2 separate regions of the Lactuca sativa genome follow, and region 2 is linked to region 1. A link is a contact called in public Hi-C data. All regions are on one chromosome and are shown on one strand. Each heading gives the region's core, a stretch centred on a gene start, on an enhancer-like site or on the middle of the called end of the contact. The rest is flanking DNA. Distances are from core to core; before and after follow the strand shown. Region 1 holds the start of LOC111887211 (probable alpha,alpha-trehalose-phosphate synthase [UDP-forming] 9). Region 2 holds the start of LOC111887216 (serine/arginine-rich splicing factor RSZ22).

The links. A called contact is a pair of places that touch in the nucleus more often than the background predicts.
Region 2: a Hi-C map of leaf shows a contact between it and region 1, with 10 times the contacts expected there. The contact joins the promoter of LOC111887216 here to the promoter of LOC111887211 in region 1. A contact is called at or near these places in 4 of 4 Hi-C or Micro-C datasets (bud, leaf and seed).

Annotation. Positions count from the first base shown.
Region 1 is chr4:11,351,659-11,359,111 of Lsat_Salinas_v11, reverse strand. It overlaps LOC111887211 (probable alpha,alpha-trehalose-phosphate synthase [UDP-forming] 9), which reads left to right and starts at 2,964. Exons shown (of 5, transcript XM_023883371.3): 1 at 2,964-3,128; 2 at 3,299-3,342; 3 at 4,010-5,960; 4 at 6,043-6,316; 5 at 6,396-6,918. The coding sequence starts at 4,015. The coding sequence ends at 6,746. It overlaps LOC111887199, which reads right to left. Exons shown (of 6, transcript XM_023883357.3): 6 at 6,776-7,453.
Region 2 is chr4:11,531,870-11,539,322 of Lsat_Salinas_v11, reverse strand. It overlaps LOC111887216 (serine/arginine-rich splicing factor RSZ22), which reads right to left and starts at 4,451. Exons shown (of 6, transcript XM_023883380.2): 1 at 4,313-4,451; 2 at 4,044-4,142; 3 at 3,456-3,544; 4 at 3,098-3,338; 5 at 2,827-2,961; 6 at 1,839-2,756. The coding sequence starts at 4,132. The coding sequence ends at 2,750.

The sequences.
Region 1 (7,453 bases), core at 1,715-4,214:
TCAGTGGTTGCGGTAGAGGTAAAGTAAAGGAATGACTGTGGTGCGAAGCTGCAGTGGAAGAACTGCGGTGCGAATAGCAGAAGAAGGACTGCGGTCCGAGAAGAGGGAAGGAGGATGCTACGGCCCGAAGGCAAGGAAGGGATATTGCAACTGAGAAGGTTTCGGTCAGCATCAGGTCTGAGAGGGGTACCGCAGCTGAGAAGGGATCCGGTAGCTGAGAAGGGCTCTGGTACCATGACTGAAAGGGGTACCGCAGAGGCTTCTCAGGAGGCTCCAGTAGGCAATTTTTGGTTGCGGTTCTGGGGGCTGAGGAAGGCTAGGCTGATGACGAAAAATGATATTTTTCATGAAAAAATGATACCGAAAAGCCCATTTATTCATATTTTAATGAAGAGAATTTTATCTGAAGCATTTTGGGTCAAAAAGAGGTGTTGGGAAGGCAAAAAAGGTTGAGTGTGCAGGGGTTTAAAGCGACAAAAGGTGGTGAGATTGGACAAAGTCACATGGTGTTTACTTGGGAAGGTAAATAAAGTGGAATACTTTTTACCAAAAAAAAGTAACAAGGACATGTGGCTTTATGCAAACACTACATTACGTCCATACACTTCATAATAAAGATTCACAACAACATTTTTGAGTTGAAAGATATGAATATCATACCTTTTTTATGAATAACGTAAGAGGTTGTTGGAAAGAAAAACTTCACAGAAAATCTCTACTTTCTTGAAGAATAAGCCCAAATTTTGTGTCTCATTTCCAAGGCAAAAATAAAATGCCTGGAGCAAATCTTCAACAATTTTTAAGACCAAAAATTTTTCTTCATTTTTCTTCTTCTTTTCTTCAACAACATCATAAGAACATTTATGAACATGAATTTTCCAGCAGAAAATTGAACAAACAATCAGCAACTTTTTTATTCTTCTAAGCTTGAATCAACACATAAAAATAGAACTCATCATAAAAATTTCCAGTTTGGACCCGAAAATTCTTGCAAAAATCCGAAAAATCTTCAAGAGAAACACAGAACGGGAGTCGTTTCCTTGAACTAGTCGCTTGAACCTTCAAGGTGCGGCTCTGATACCAATTGATGAAACCCATTTTGACGATCGGTGGATGCGGAATAATAATATGATGAGATTTAACGAACATAAAAATGAAGAGCATGAAGATGAGGAGTTCCATAAACTAGAAAAGAGATAAAATAATACATGAAGAACATTGTTGGGAGAAATAAATCTGAGAAATCCCACCACACTTTCTCTCTCTAGAAACTACATTGTGAGTGCACTCTTACATATTACATGACCACTTCTCTTTATATATAGGAGAGAGAAAACACCACCAATACAATAAAAGGAAAAATACAACCTAACTATCACTCATAATTTGTAGAGCATTTACATGCTCCAACAATATAAAATAAATATATCAATCATCACATTATATCAGAGTAAATCAAGAAAATGCAGAACGAGGTGGTGTATGTTCTGCAATCATCTCGAGCTATTCCATTTGAAAACCGAAGTACCTGAAACATAAACTGAAAACGTAAGCACAAATCTTAGTGAGTTCCCCAAAATATCACATATCATACATACATAACACGTACTGGCCCCCCACCCTCCATCGTACCCCGCTCGGTATACATATCTGTCAATCACCAGGCCCCACCTGAAAACCCGAAAAATAGGGTTTGTCGATTGCTAGCTGTCACGTCGTGACCATATACTGTCACGTTGTGGCGGCTTAAATAAACACGAGGTCTTATCTTGATTTGCCACATCGTGGTGCCTCCACCTCACCGTAGCAAACCCTAAAATACCAAAAATTGAAAACATGAAGTAACTCGAGATCCGGATGTTACACTTAGAGTCGTTTGTTTATATATTTTTGATGTTCCAAAAGAAATTATCATGCAAGTACGTGATAAATTATGAACCAAATATACATAATGGTTTGTGAAAAACATTATAATAATAAAAAAAAATAACAAACTTCTAAGACGAGAGTGAAAAATCTATGTTAAAAGTTGAAAACTAAATAAGTTTATCTTATAAAGATAATCGATTTGTTATACATGACCTATAACCAAGATCATATTTGATGTGATGAAATTAAAAGATGGAGTCAATTATTCCATCAAATTTCCTTTCATTTTTATTAAGCTCTACACCCGACTGAAATGAAAAAGGATATAATATAATCTACTTTTATTTATGTGGTTTTTAGTAATACACATCAATTTATAAGATTTATAGGACACTAGTGAATAAAAACAACTAGAAAATATTTTTTTGTTAGTATAAATACATTTCGTCTCTTTTTATGTGAATCCTGATTATTCGAACCCGGGTCTACTATATTGTTTACTGTCAAACTATCACTAAATCATCATTAGTCCACCTGATAAAACTTTTATTATGTTTAATTTTATGATTTTAACATAAAAACATTATTGATTATAATAATAAATATATAGCATACAATATATTGTATTTACCAATAACACTTTTTTTATGATAATTTCGTTTTCGTATATGTCAACAACATATACTCATAATTTAATGTTCTATTCTATTATTTTATTTATTTTATGAATTTACCCATTTAAGTCATTCATCATTCCATTAGTCAAGAATTGAAGCAAAAGAGATTTTAATTATTTAACCATTAATAAGATAAGAAAATATAAAATCTATTAGTTTAAACAATAAAAACCAATTTCTCATCTATGTTTCAAATTAGATTAATAATTAATAAAAATACAAATATTTGTTTGGACTTCGGATTAACAAAAACAAAAATCCCATTAGAAAGGTAATGGCATAATGAAAGTATGTTGGTAAAGTAAAGGGTATTTCAGTAAAATGATATGTTAAACTCGATCCTTAAACCATGGTTGAGCTCCCAATGTTTAACTATGGTGAAGTAATGTCAACTTTATCCCTTCTCTCTCCACCCCTCCCAATATTAACCCCCACGCTATTACAGTCTCTCTCTCTCTCTCTCTCTCTCTCTCATACAACACCGAGCAATCTCTCCACCGCCGTTCTTTGCCGGAGGAACGCCATTCACCTCCGCGCCGGACTTCCATTTTCAAAACAAACGGTTGCACGTATCGTCTCAAAGTAAGTCTCGGCATGAAATGGATGCTTTTATATCTCCACATCCATATGATCTATGTCCAGTTCTTAATTCCAATTGACGCTCTTTGTTTTCATGGAAATGATGTTTGGTTTTGTATGAAAGTTAATGAACTGTCTCTTTCTCTTTCTCATTCCGTTTCTCATTTTTGCAGAAAATTACAGGATTCTTAAGGTTATAAGAAGATCGGCGTTTTAGGTAAGAATTACTATTAATTTAGGCAAGGAATTTAGATATCTTCAGTTACTTCACTCATATTAGGTATTAATTCAATCACGAACACACGCTAATGGAAAGTTTCCTTACGAAGAAAACTGTTTTTATCCTATTTTTAGATGATAGTCACGCCTGCTGTGCGTTTCCTTTTTGTAGTTTGAAGCAATCATTTCGTTTTGGATCTTTTGAGAAACGATTTAACTTCTTCTGAATCCTGATCTCCTCAATTTCGAGAATGTTTTACAACAAAACTTGAAGACTAGTATTTTCAAATGCAAAATCGATAATAGATAATCGATAGTGATTTGTTGTAGATTATAAACGAATTCTACTATATTCTGCTGCAGTAATAAAAAGAGTAAACGAATCTGAAAAGTGTACAATCAATATCATTATCAATGTTCAAATCAGATGCTAACGCAATTGACATCAAACTCCAAAACTGTTGTCCTTTTTTTGGATAGGAGGACGTAATTTGTCTGCTACCATTCAGGGAAATACCGACGATAATGTCAATTTCTGAATTTTGCATAGATGCTTATTTGCCATGGATGCATATGCATATCGAAGAACTTGACTAGAACTTGGGTGGTTTCCCCTTTCTGCAAAACCCTATTTTTAACAATGAATTCTACTTTACAAATTACAGGTGATATGGCATCAAAATCGTATGCAAACATTTTGGATTTGGATCCGGATAAGCTATTAGACATCCCTCAAACTCCCAGATCCCTTCCACGTGTCATGACCATACCTGGAATCATCGCCGATAGCAACAACGACTCCAATTCCGATAAAACTTGTCGAGAGAGAAAAATCATAGTAGCAAACATGTTACCTTTACACATTCAACGCGATCCCGACACTCTAAAATTGACCTTCACTTTTGATGAAGATTCACTTTTATGGCAATTAAAAGACGGATTTTCTCCCGAAACTGAGTTTATCTACATCGGTTCACTCAAAGTCGAAGTAGACGCAACAGAGCAAGAAGAAGTTGCTCAGAAGCTTCTAGATGAATACAATTGTGTCCCCACTTTTCTTCCTCACGACCTTCAAAAAAAATACTACGCTGGTTTCTGTAAACATCAACTATGGCCTCTCTTCCATTACATGCTCCCCATGTGCCCGGATCATGCCGACCGATTTGACCGAGTTCTCTGGAAAGCCTACGTGTCTGCTAACAAAATATTCGCGGATAAAGTCATGGAAGTTGCTAATCCGGAAGACGATTACATCTGGGTTCATGATTACCATCTTATGATCCTCCCCACTTTCTTGAGAAACCGTTGTAACCGAATCAAACTCGGTTTCTTCCTCCATAGCCCATTTCCATCTTCAGAAATCTACAGAACTTTACCTGTTAGAGATGAAATTCTTAAAGGACTTTTGAATTGTGACCTAATCGGATTCCATACGTTTGATTACGCTCGACATTTCTTGTCATGTTGTAGTCGAATGATGGGTCTCGATTACGAATCAAAACGAGGTCACATTGGACTCGATTACTTCGGTCGAACAGTCTACATCAAGATTTTACCCGTTGGGATCCACATGGGTCGACTTGAATCCGTTTTAAACCTCCCGATTACATTAAGAAAAGTTAAAGAGATCGCCGAGCGTTTCAAAGGTAAGAAGCTTATAGTCGGGGTTGATGACATGGACATTTTCAAAGGTATAAGTTTAAAACTACTTGCGTTCGAGTATCTCCTACAAATTCACGTCTCCCTTCGTGGTAAACTCGTTTTAATCCAAATTGTGAATCCCGCAAGAAGCACCGGAAAAGACGTACAAGAAGCGAAGCGTGAAACGTATTTAATTATAAACCGAATCAACGAAGCGTACGGTTCGCCGGAATATTCTCCGGTGGTTTTGATCGACCGGCCGGTCGCGCGCTACGAAAAGTCGGCGTATTATTCGATGGCGGATTGTTGTATAGTGAACGCGGTCCGAGATGGGATGAATTTAGTCCCGTATAAATACATCGTATGCCGACAAAATTCGCCGATTTCGGACGAAAACGCCCGTACAAGTATGTTGGTGGTGTCCGAATTTGTAGGGTGTTCCCCGTCTTTAAGCGGGGCTATACGCGTCAACCCGTGGGATATCGAATCGGTTGCTGTAGCTATGAATTCGGCTATAGTAATGAAAGAATCGGAGAAGCAGTTGAGACATTTAAAGCATTATAAATACGTGAGTTCACATAACGTCGGGTATTGGGCGCGTAGCTTTTTGCAAGATTTGAAACGAGCATCGAAAGATCATGATAATAAACGGTGTTGGGGGATTGGATTTGGTTTGGGTTTTAGAGTGATGTCGATGTCCCCTGGTTTTAGAAAGCTGTCCCCCGATGCTATTGTGTCCGCGTATAAACGGTCGAATAAACGCGCAATCTTTTTGGATTACGACGGGACACTTGTCGCCCACTCGTCGATCGTGAAAACTCCAAGCGCGGAAGTTATTAGAATTTTGAATGTTTTGTGTAATGATCCGAAGAACACGGTGTTTATCGTGAGTGGAAGAGGGAAAGACACGTTGAGCGATTGGCTTGCACCGTGTGAGCGGTTAGGTATAGCGGCGGAACACGGGTATTTCATGAGGTATTGAAATGTCGTTTTTACCCCTCCCTCCGGTTATACTAATATTATTATTTTAATGATATGATGATATGTTTGTTTGTAGGTGGGGTGGGAGTTTGGAGTGGGAATGTGGGGTGGTGGGTGGGGATCTTGAGTGGAAGGAGATAGCGGAACCGGTGATGGAACTATATAGGGAGTCAACGGATGGGTCAACGATTGAGGTGAAAGAGAGTGGTTTGGTGTGGCATCATCAGGATGCAGATCCGGATTTCGGTTCGTGTCAAGCTAAGGAGTTGTTGGTTCATTTGGAGAATGTGTTAGCCAATGAGCCGGCTTTGGTTAAACGGGGACGACATATAGTGGAAGTAAAACCTCAGGTAATGACATTTACATTTTTGGCCCCTTGGGTATAGCTGATTTTGCAATTTTGGAAATTGATTGATTGGCATTTGGCAGGGTGTGAGTAAAGGGTTGGTGTCGGAGAAGGTAGTTTGTGGGATGATTGAGAAAGGGGAGGCACCGGATTTTGTATGCTGTATTGGGGATGATAGATCTGATGAGGACATGTTTGAAAGTATAATGAATATGATTCCAAATACAAATACAAATACAAATACAAATAGTAGGTGTGGAGAGGGAGTAGAGATATTTGCTTGTACAGTTGGAAGGAAGCCAAGTAAAGCCAAGTATTACCTTGATGACACTGTGGATGTGGTGAGACTGCTGTCGGGGCTTGCTAACGCTTCGGATCCTAAGCCTAGTAGTAATCCCGCTAGCTTTCAGGTTACTTTTGATGCGGTTTTTTGAGGAGAAGCATATCACGTGTACATGTACAGTTTTGTTTTTTTTTTTTTTCTTTTTGAAAAATGAAAACTCTTTCTTTTACTTTAGTTAGCTGGGTCTGGGTGAGAGGTGTCAAAGCTGTTTGGATGCCGGTTACGTTTGTTTCTAGTGGAGTTTTGGTTTTATAAAAACACAAGAGTGCACAGTTTTTTTTTTTTTTTTTTTTTCTCCTCATTAAAAAGTAAAAGACTTTCTAACATCCCAAGTCCTAACCATTGATCAGAAACTTTTCTCTGAAAATAGCTTTTGCATTTGTACGTATGTGAGTGGGTCTAATGTCGATGGGATAGAGACAGATTGCAAAATTTTGACTTTCCTAGGTGAATTCTTTTATTTGGACTGTTTTCAAGAAGTACTGAAAGCGATTTATCTAGGTTTCAAATGTGAGGGAATGAACATGTTTTCCACAAATCTTATAGTTTTATTGTCAATCATGTGATTAATATATTAAGAGTAAATTTTATTTTGAAATATTGACTCCTTAACGGCCACATAAAAAAAATTTAAAAAAAAAAACTCATCTCATATAATAACAGTATATCTTCGGTATTTGAGAATATATCTACGAATTTTGATGATAGAAATTTCCAAAAAGAAAAGAAAAATGAAATTCAGACAAAACGTTGCTAAAAATGATTTTATAATTTTTTTCAATTTCAAATTGTTTTTTC
Region 2 (7,453 bases), core at 3,202-5,701, 180 kb before region 1:
ATCGGAATTAACAATCTATTTGATTATGTATTTATGTGTATTCTTCATTATGTACCACCATGATGTGCTACATACTCGAGAGTCGAGTTCGTTTGAACAATTGTTTGGTCAAGTCTTACTATGTTGCAATCAGCTGGCTACCTATCGAGATCACTTGCACTCTATCGACTTTAATCACAGACGCCAGTTCAATAGGCGAAACAAGGTTGGCGAGTCCATCACTTAGAATTAAACATCTCGAAGGAATTCATAATTTGATGTAGAATGAATACGCTAATTTGACGTTCTATCTTCCCTAAAAATCTTCACACCAAGTAAATTGATTAATAATATAACAAAATTTGGTTTTGATGTTTGAGATCACTTGCACAACTACAAAATGCACCATATAATATGATCAAGACTTCGGGAGGCCTCATGTGTGAACCAAAGGTGTTTGTTCCATTGGCGCAGACCGGCTCCTTTCTTGAGAGTCATCATTGTTGGAAATAAGACCAAACAATACAACCATTGGATTCATTTTTCTATTGTTGTTTTGTGTCCGGCCCCATAAATGGCACCAAATAATGATACAAAATTTGGTCATGGTTGAATGCACATACGTTGCTACGTCATAAGTACATGATATTAGTCGCCACGTAGAAAATGTTGTTAGAATACACCACAAAGTTGGCCACCGAATGTGAACTTTGATGGCTAAGTTAGAATGTGATAGAATAAAAGATGCGATGTGAAGAGGATATGAGAAATTATGTTTCTGTTACATATGGTCGTGACGATTTTGATATACTTATAAAAGATGTCTCCAGTGTGGGATGATATTTAGATTGTTGTGTTTACTCATGGGTGAAAAGGTGTCCTTAGCATCAGAGATCATATGTTAATGACAAACGGTTTATGCTTGAGATGCCTCGTATGCCTCGAATGTAAAGTGACATGCAATGTAAAGGCCATAGTAGTTTCTACTTTCTATGTCTATAATATGAGAAAGATTTATTAGAGTTGGTTGGCGTGTATGTATTTATGTTCTAAATTCACAAACTGTGTGTGATGAATTAATGCTTTAGAGTTGCAGGGTACATTATATGTGGGTTTTTTAAATTTTCAGTGTGCATATCGATATACGAAATGTATATTTGGTTTTATTACAGATGAAGAACATGTGATGATGAAGTGGGGTTTTCTTCTTTCTTCTCTTTATAATTATTGAAATATTAAAATAAATGTAAAACATAAAAAAGAACCATATCCACAATTTTCTAAATACCACCAAGTTACAATATCTTATTTATCATGTTTGCAGTAAGCGATAAGTTTAAATTGTGATTCATATTCCAATTTAAAGCCAATCGTTTTTTATCTTTTTAAAGGCCACATGTAATTTATTTGTCATCACTAAACTCGAAAAAGATTTAATTTATGTAAATCCATTTTAAAATACATTATCTCGAAAAAAAATTTTAAATAAAGTCGCAAAACAAAACAGGTGAAATTTGTTTACGATTTAGAATACCAAACAAAGTACGGGATATTCATTCAATAGTAATCACAATCCGACTAGGTACATAAAGTATAAATTCACTTGTTTATAAAACTAATAAAAATATAAAACAGATCCATAAACCTTAGAGAATATTTATGGATGAGGATGAATGTTTGATTATTTGAAAAGGTTTTATTGGTGAAGGTTTTTTAAGATAGCTTTTATATTGAATTGTCAATTAAAAAAAAAATATAATAATGGTGACCATTGCGAATGCACTAAAATATCTGCGCCAAAAAAAATTAAAAAATAATCTTTTTTTCTGGGACCCTTTCTAGGACCCTGCTCAGTCATGTGGTGATTAAAAAAGTTTGAATTCAAGGATTAATTATCAACATATTCATGACTACTTTACTTACATATGCGACCTTCAGGGAGAAAACAAAGTCAAAACAAACACCAAACATATGAACCAGGTAGAGGTATTCACCATATAATCCGTTAAACGTTGGCGACTGGTTTCACTAGAGCCCAAAAGCAAAAGTAGGACCCACAGCCCCAGCAGAAAAGGGTACAAGGCGGAGTCAACAAGTCACTGTTTTTACCTTTTTGGCGAGTAGAAACAACAAAAGCTCAGCAACCAGCAGACAAAGAACCAAGATAAGTGGACTGACTGTGTTAAAGACGTGAGAAGCTTTGTCGCAGAGTCAGAGTGTCATTAAATAGTTGATGACCAAAATTTGCAGTTTCAAAGAAGAAGCAGAGATGAAGATGAAGATGCGAAGCTAAACCGTGTGTCAAGAGTAGTAGTAGTAGTCTTAAGATGATGCAGAAACTAGAAGATGATGATGAAGACGATGGTTGGTTGGTTGGTTGGTTCTCAGCCGATAACCAAACCTCAAAATATATAAAAGAAAAAATTAAAAAAAAATGTTTAGAAACAAAATACACTTAAATATCATAATACTAATAATAATATCATGCTTCATGACAGAGTAAACAAAGCAATTGAAGAAAAGAAATGGACCTCTAAGCCGATGAGCAACCCCTTTTTGGCGGGTATAAAGTGCAGTTCCACATCGGATGCCAGGTACAAACACACCACAATGTCATCATCATCATCATCATGATTCATCATTCATATATAAATATATAATAAATAGAACCCTACCCCAAATTTGTTCATCACGAAAAAAAACATATTAACCCCAACCTATCATTTTTCCATTCTCGTCCTTCCATAATCCATTCCTTCTTCACTCCATCTTAAACTCTGAAAACAAGCATTTACATAAGCATTTATAAACAAAAACAAAAATAAATCAAACAAACAAGAAACATACCCGTTAGCATATGGGGAATCACGCCTGGCACGGCGATATGGAGGTGGCGATCTGCTGGCACGTCCTCTGTAAGGTGATATGCTCCGGCGAGGTGGAGACCTTCTCCCACGTGGACTGTATCTCGGACTATAACTTCTGTAAAACAAACACATTTTCACAAAAATAGAAGTCATATTCCAAAAACAAAAAAATAACTTTATAATCAATAAAAAACTTTGGAAAAATGAAAAAGTAGCCAACTTTATAAATATTTATAATAAACGCGACATACCGACGACCATAACTTGGACTTCTTCGTCGTCTGGGACTAGGGCTGCGACGCCGCCCGCTACCTAACCCACGTGGGCCCACACGTAGGCGGCATTCACGGGCAAAATGACCAGGCTCACCACACTCGTAACATTTCAGGTCATCACCACCACCACCACCACGTCCACGGCCACCACCGCCTCGCCCGCCGCCTCCACCGTCCTTTGAATTGTGGGAGAGCTCTACTCGCCACCCGTTCTTCCCTGAATACATTCAAATACATTTGTGATGCCGTTTAATAAGACATGTAATTATAAACCCAATGATATCTAACATTATGGCTATGAATTTTAATGTTTCTGTCTAGAGGAAGAAGATACCATCCAATGCACGAATAGCATCTAGTGCATCTCTGCGATCATCAAACTCAACAAATGCATAACCAGGTGGCCTTCTAGCAACCCACACACTGCATTCAGTTCAATAACAATGATAGGTGAGCATTTAAAAAAGTTAGTTTTTTATTAAAAGGACAAAACCAGTGCTTAGAAAACTGCAAGCAGCATAGAGTAGAAGATTGAACCAAAATATGCATGTATATTGTTTGATATACAAGGAATTTACAGCCTTTCACAAAAAATGAAAGTATACCATAAGATTATATCATGTCACACTTGATGCTTTCAAGTACTTTCAAGTCTCAAACTTTGATGTTAATTACAAAAATAATAAACAATATCTTCTCAAAGTGTTCCATCATTCACAGAATACCAAATCTAAGAGGTTAGAGAAAAAGTTTAACTCGTAGATGTATCACGCAATGTATAACACGATGCTTCATACAAGTTCTCTTGTTTATCTCTTTTTTACTGATTAATTACATTACCTTTGATGATACGAACAAACACAAAGAACAAATATCGAGTACATTGATATGAAAAATCACAAATAATTTAAGCAAAACTTACTTCCTCAGAACACCGTAGACGCGAAATTCATCTTCAAGCTCTCGCTCGGAAACACGTGGATCCAGGTTCCCAACATACACACGAGACATCGCCGTTCACCTATCACAAAAATAGGTAACACCGTCATCTCACCAAATCATGTATAATATAAGCGATCTCCATTTTCGCTTCACGGATACCAAATTACAAATTACAGGTAAAAACATAAAATTAATTGAAACGTCCTGTAAATGAGAATCAATACTCACAATCAGGTGAATTGTGATTACCTCTGCAAAATTTTAAAAGGAATTGCGATCCTATCGAATAAATTGAAACGCAAACGAGAGGCAGTAAAACCCTAATCGATGAGAGAGTAGCAAGACAAAGAAAAATGAAATCGTAGAGAGCGATCGACTAGAGGTCTTCTTAATTTAGGCCATGGGAATGGGCTTATCTTTTGGGCTGTCATAAGAGCCCCCTATTTGGTCCATTTCAGTTGTTGCAGGCCTCTGGCCTATTAAAACCGATAAACTTGATTTGATTTTTTTTTAACCATAATATATCCTAAACTACATGTTAAATTCATCTATGTCCACGATAGGACTTGAACCCTCAACCTCAAAAAGGAAGGACAACACCGGATACCGATAGGCTACAAGCCATTTGGTACGAGCAAAAAGAATCGTAAATAAAAATAATAATAATAATAACTATTGAGTTTCAATATTATTGGCATTATGAGTGATTACATACTAACTATTTAGTTATGTTGGGTTTATATATGTAATGATGCGGACTATTCAACACATGGTTTTGTAGACATGTGCCTAAACTTTATGACCATTACAACTACACATGCAACTGATGGCAATTTACAAAAATGTTTTCTATGAACAATCCTAAGAACTTCTCAAATTGGGTGTAAAAATGGTATCTATGTTCGACTCGATAATGGTAATCTCCTTAAAATTTCTTATCTAGTAGATTTCTTTTCCATGAAATTTTTTAGAGCTTCTCAGGGGATTGAACATAAAAATCATATAAAGTGTACTACAATTATGACCTTGTTCGGCGAAAGAAAACTTTTAGATTTGCATTTAGTTTCGGTTAGACTTAAGTCTGAAATGTCATATGTGTTGACATCATACAACATTTCAGAAGGTTGATGGTGTAAGAGGGATGTATCTAATATAATATAATTATCACATTCACACCCTCTTATCCTTCCTATAAATAGAAGGCCTCACCTTCCAACAAGCAAACATCTCTCTCTCTCTCTCTCTCTCTCTCTCTCTCTCTCTCACACACACACACACACACACACACACTCTCTCTCTCTCTCTCATGGATACATAAAAGTCACCTTATAGTCCTCTCCTTCAACTCTTTCCTGCCAACAAGAGTTGACTCACTTCACACAACAATCTAACTTGAACGTCGGAACTTACTCCCGGTGCATAGTCCCTAAGACAAACCTAGCAATCTTTTTTTATGTTACTCGAGTTTTCTAGTTGGTAATCCACCAATCAAGTACAAGGACTTCATGACATCCAATCCATCGAGTATTTCTGGAAGCCCAACACCGATGAAAGTCATGGATTGGATCTCCGAGATGGAGATGGTGTTTGAGAGTTGTGACTGTAGCAACAAGCAGAAGACTGTGTTCACGGTTAGACAATTGAAGACAAAGGTATTAAGCTGGTAGAAGTTTCTAGCTATTACCATGCCCAATGGAGAAGCTAGTAAGATGCCTTGGGAATACTTTCTGGTGCAATTTAAAATATAGTACTGCTCTAAGCAGGATCTTCTGGAGATTAACAACAAATTACATAACCTAAAGAAGGGAAAGATTAGCGTCAACGAGTACACTTCATGTTCTACGGAGAAAATGAAGCTTGTTCCTTATTTGGCTCCAACTTAACTTTCCAAGGTCAACAAGTTTACTAATAGATTACCAACGAATTTCAGTTCAATGGTCAAGCAAGCAACCACCTTGAAGGTCGCCATCTGGACAGCCAAGAATGTTGAGACCTAATTAAGGGAGAAGGGTCTGGAGAAAGCAGAGGTAGGAGTGAAGAAAAAGTTTGAAGGATCTTATAGATCCAACAAGAATAGCATATTCTCAAAATTTGGCCCCAACAACAAAGAAGTTTAGGGGAAGTAATGAAAAAAATTGGTGCGAGAAGTGCAAGAATAAGCATTATGGAAGATGCAGTTGTGACAACCCGAAATTTATTCCGTCATATTTAACCCCTTCTTCCGTTAATAAGCCTAGTTTTAATAAACTGTCCGTTAACCTTTTGGAAGAGGTTAATTAATGTGAGACTTTTATAATGACTTGGAAAGGGTTGAAACAAATTAGATACACCCTCATTATCCCTTGGAAAATTTTAGTTTCAACCAAGTCAAAATACGACCACTAAATCGGGTGCGACCAAAAGCCCCGTTTAACGGCAGTATCGGGTAGATTTCCACTGAGCTCCAACTCAAGCCCCTATATAAGGGAGATTAAACTTCATTTCCACCCTTTTTACTCTCTCTCTTTACACTCTCTCTCTACAACTTATTTTCGAGCCAAAATCGTCCGTTTCGAGCCCCAAACGAGTAAGCAATCTACCCTAACTTGTTGTATAGCTTATTTAGCATGAAAATTCGAGTTTAAGACATAAAATAGGGGCAAGATTATGTGTTTACGGCCCAAGAACACTCTTGGACCGTGAACACCCCTAAATGGGGTTTTTAAGCCCCAAACCCCTCCAAATTGCCCCTAAGGCTTAGATATGACTTGTAGACTTGCACAAACGAGCTTAGAACACCTTGAACTAGAATTTTGGGGAGTAAACTTGAGTTTACTGCCCAAGAACATGCTTGGGCCGTAAACTCCTCTTTATGGGGAGTAAACTCGAGTTCAAGGGTTAGAAATGCCCCATACACCTCCTATGGCCTTGGAAAATGTCTAGAAGCAAATCCCATTGATGTAAATGCTTTAAACATTAAACAAACCAAGGAAATAGGAGTTTACGGCCGTAAACCCCCATAGAATTGGTCCATGGGCCGTAAACTCCCATTAAGTGCCCAAATGATGCCCTAAACTCCCCATTTGACTTGGAAAAATGCATAGGATTTTATTCTCTATCATTTAAGCCCTTAAAACACCAAAGGAATATGTACATAGGAGCTTACGGCCGTAAACTCCTTGATTAGGGCCGTAAACTCCTATTTGGTCCATTTAGATGCCTTAAATCCACTCATGTGATTTATATTTGGACTTAGCATAATTCTACAAGGGATATAAGACACTTTGGCATCCTATAACACCCTCACCATGAGTTTACGGTCGTAAACTCATGGGAGTTAGTCCCAGGGTCGTGAACTCTATAAATAGTTTACTCTTGGAGAGTAAACTCCCTATTTAAGCCATTCGCACC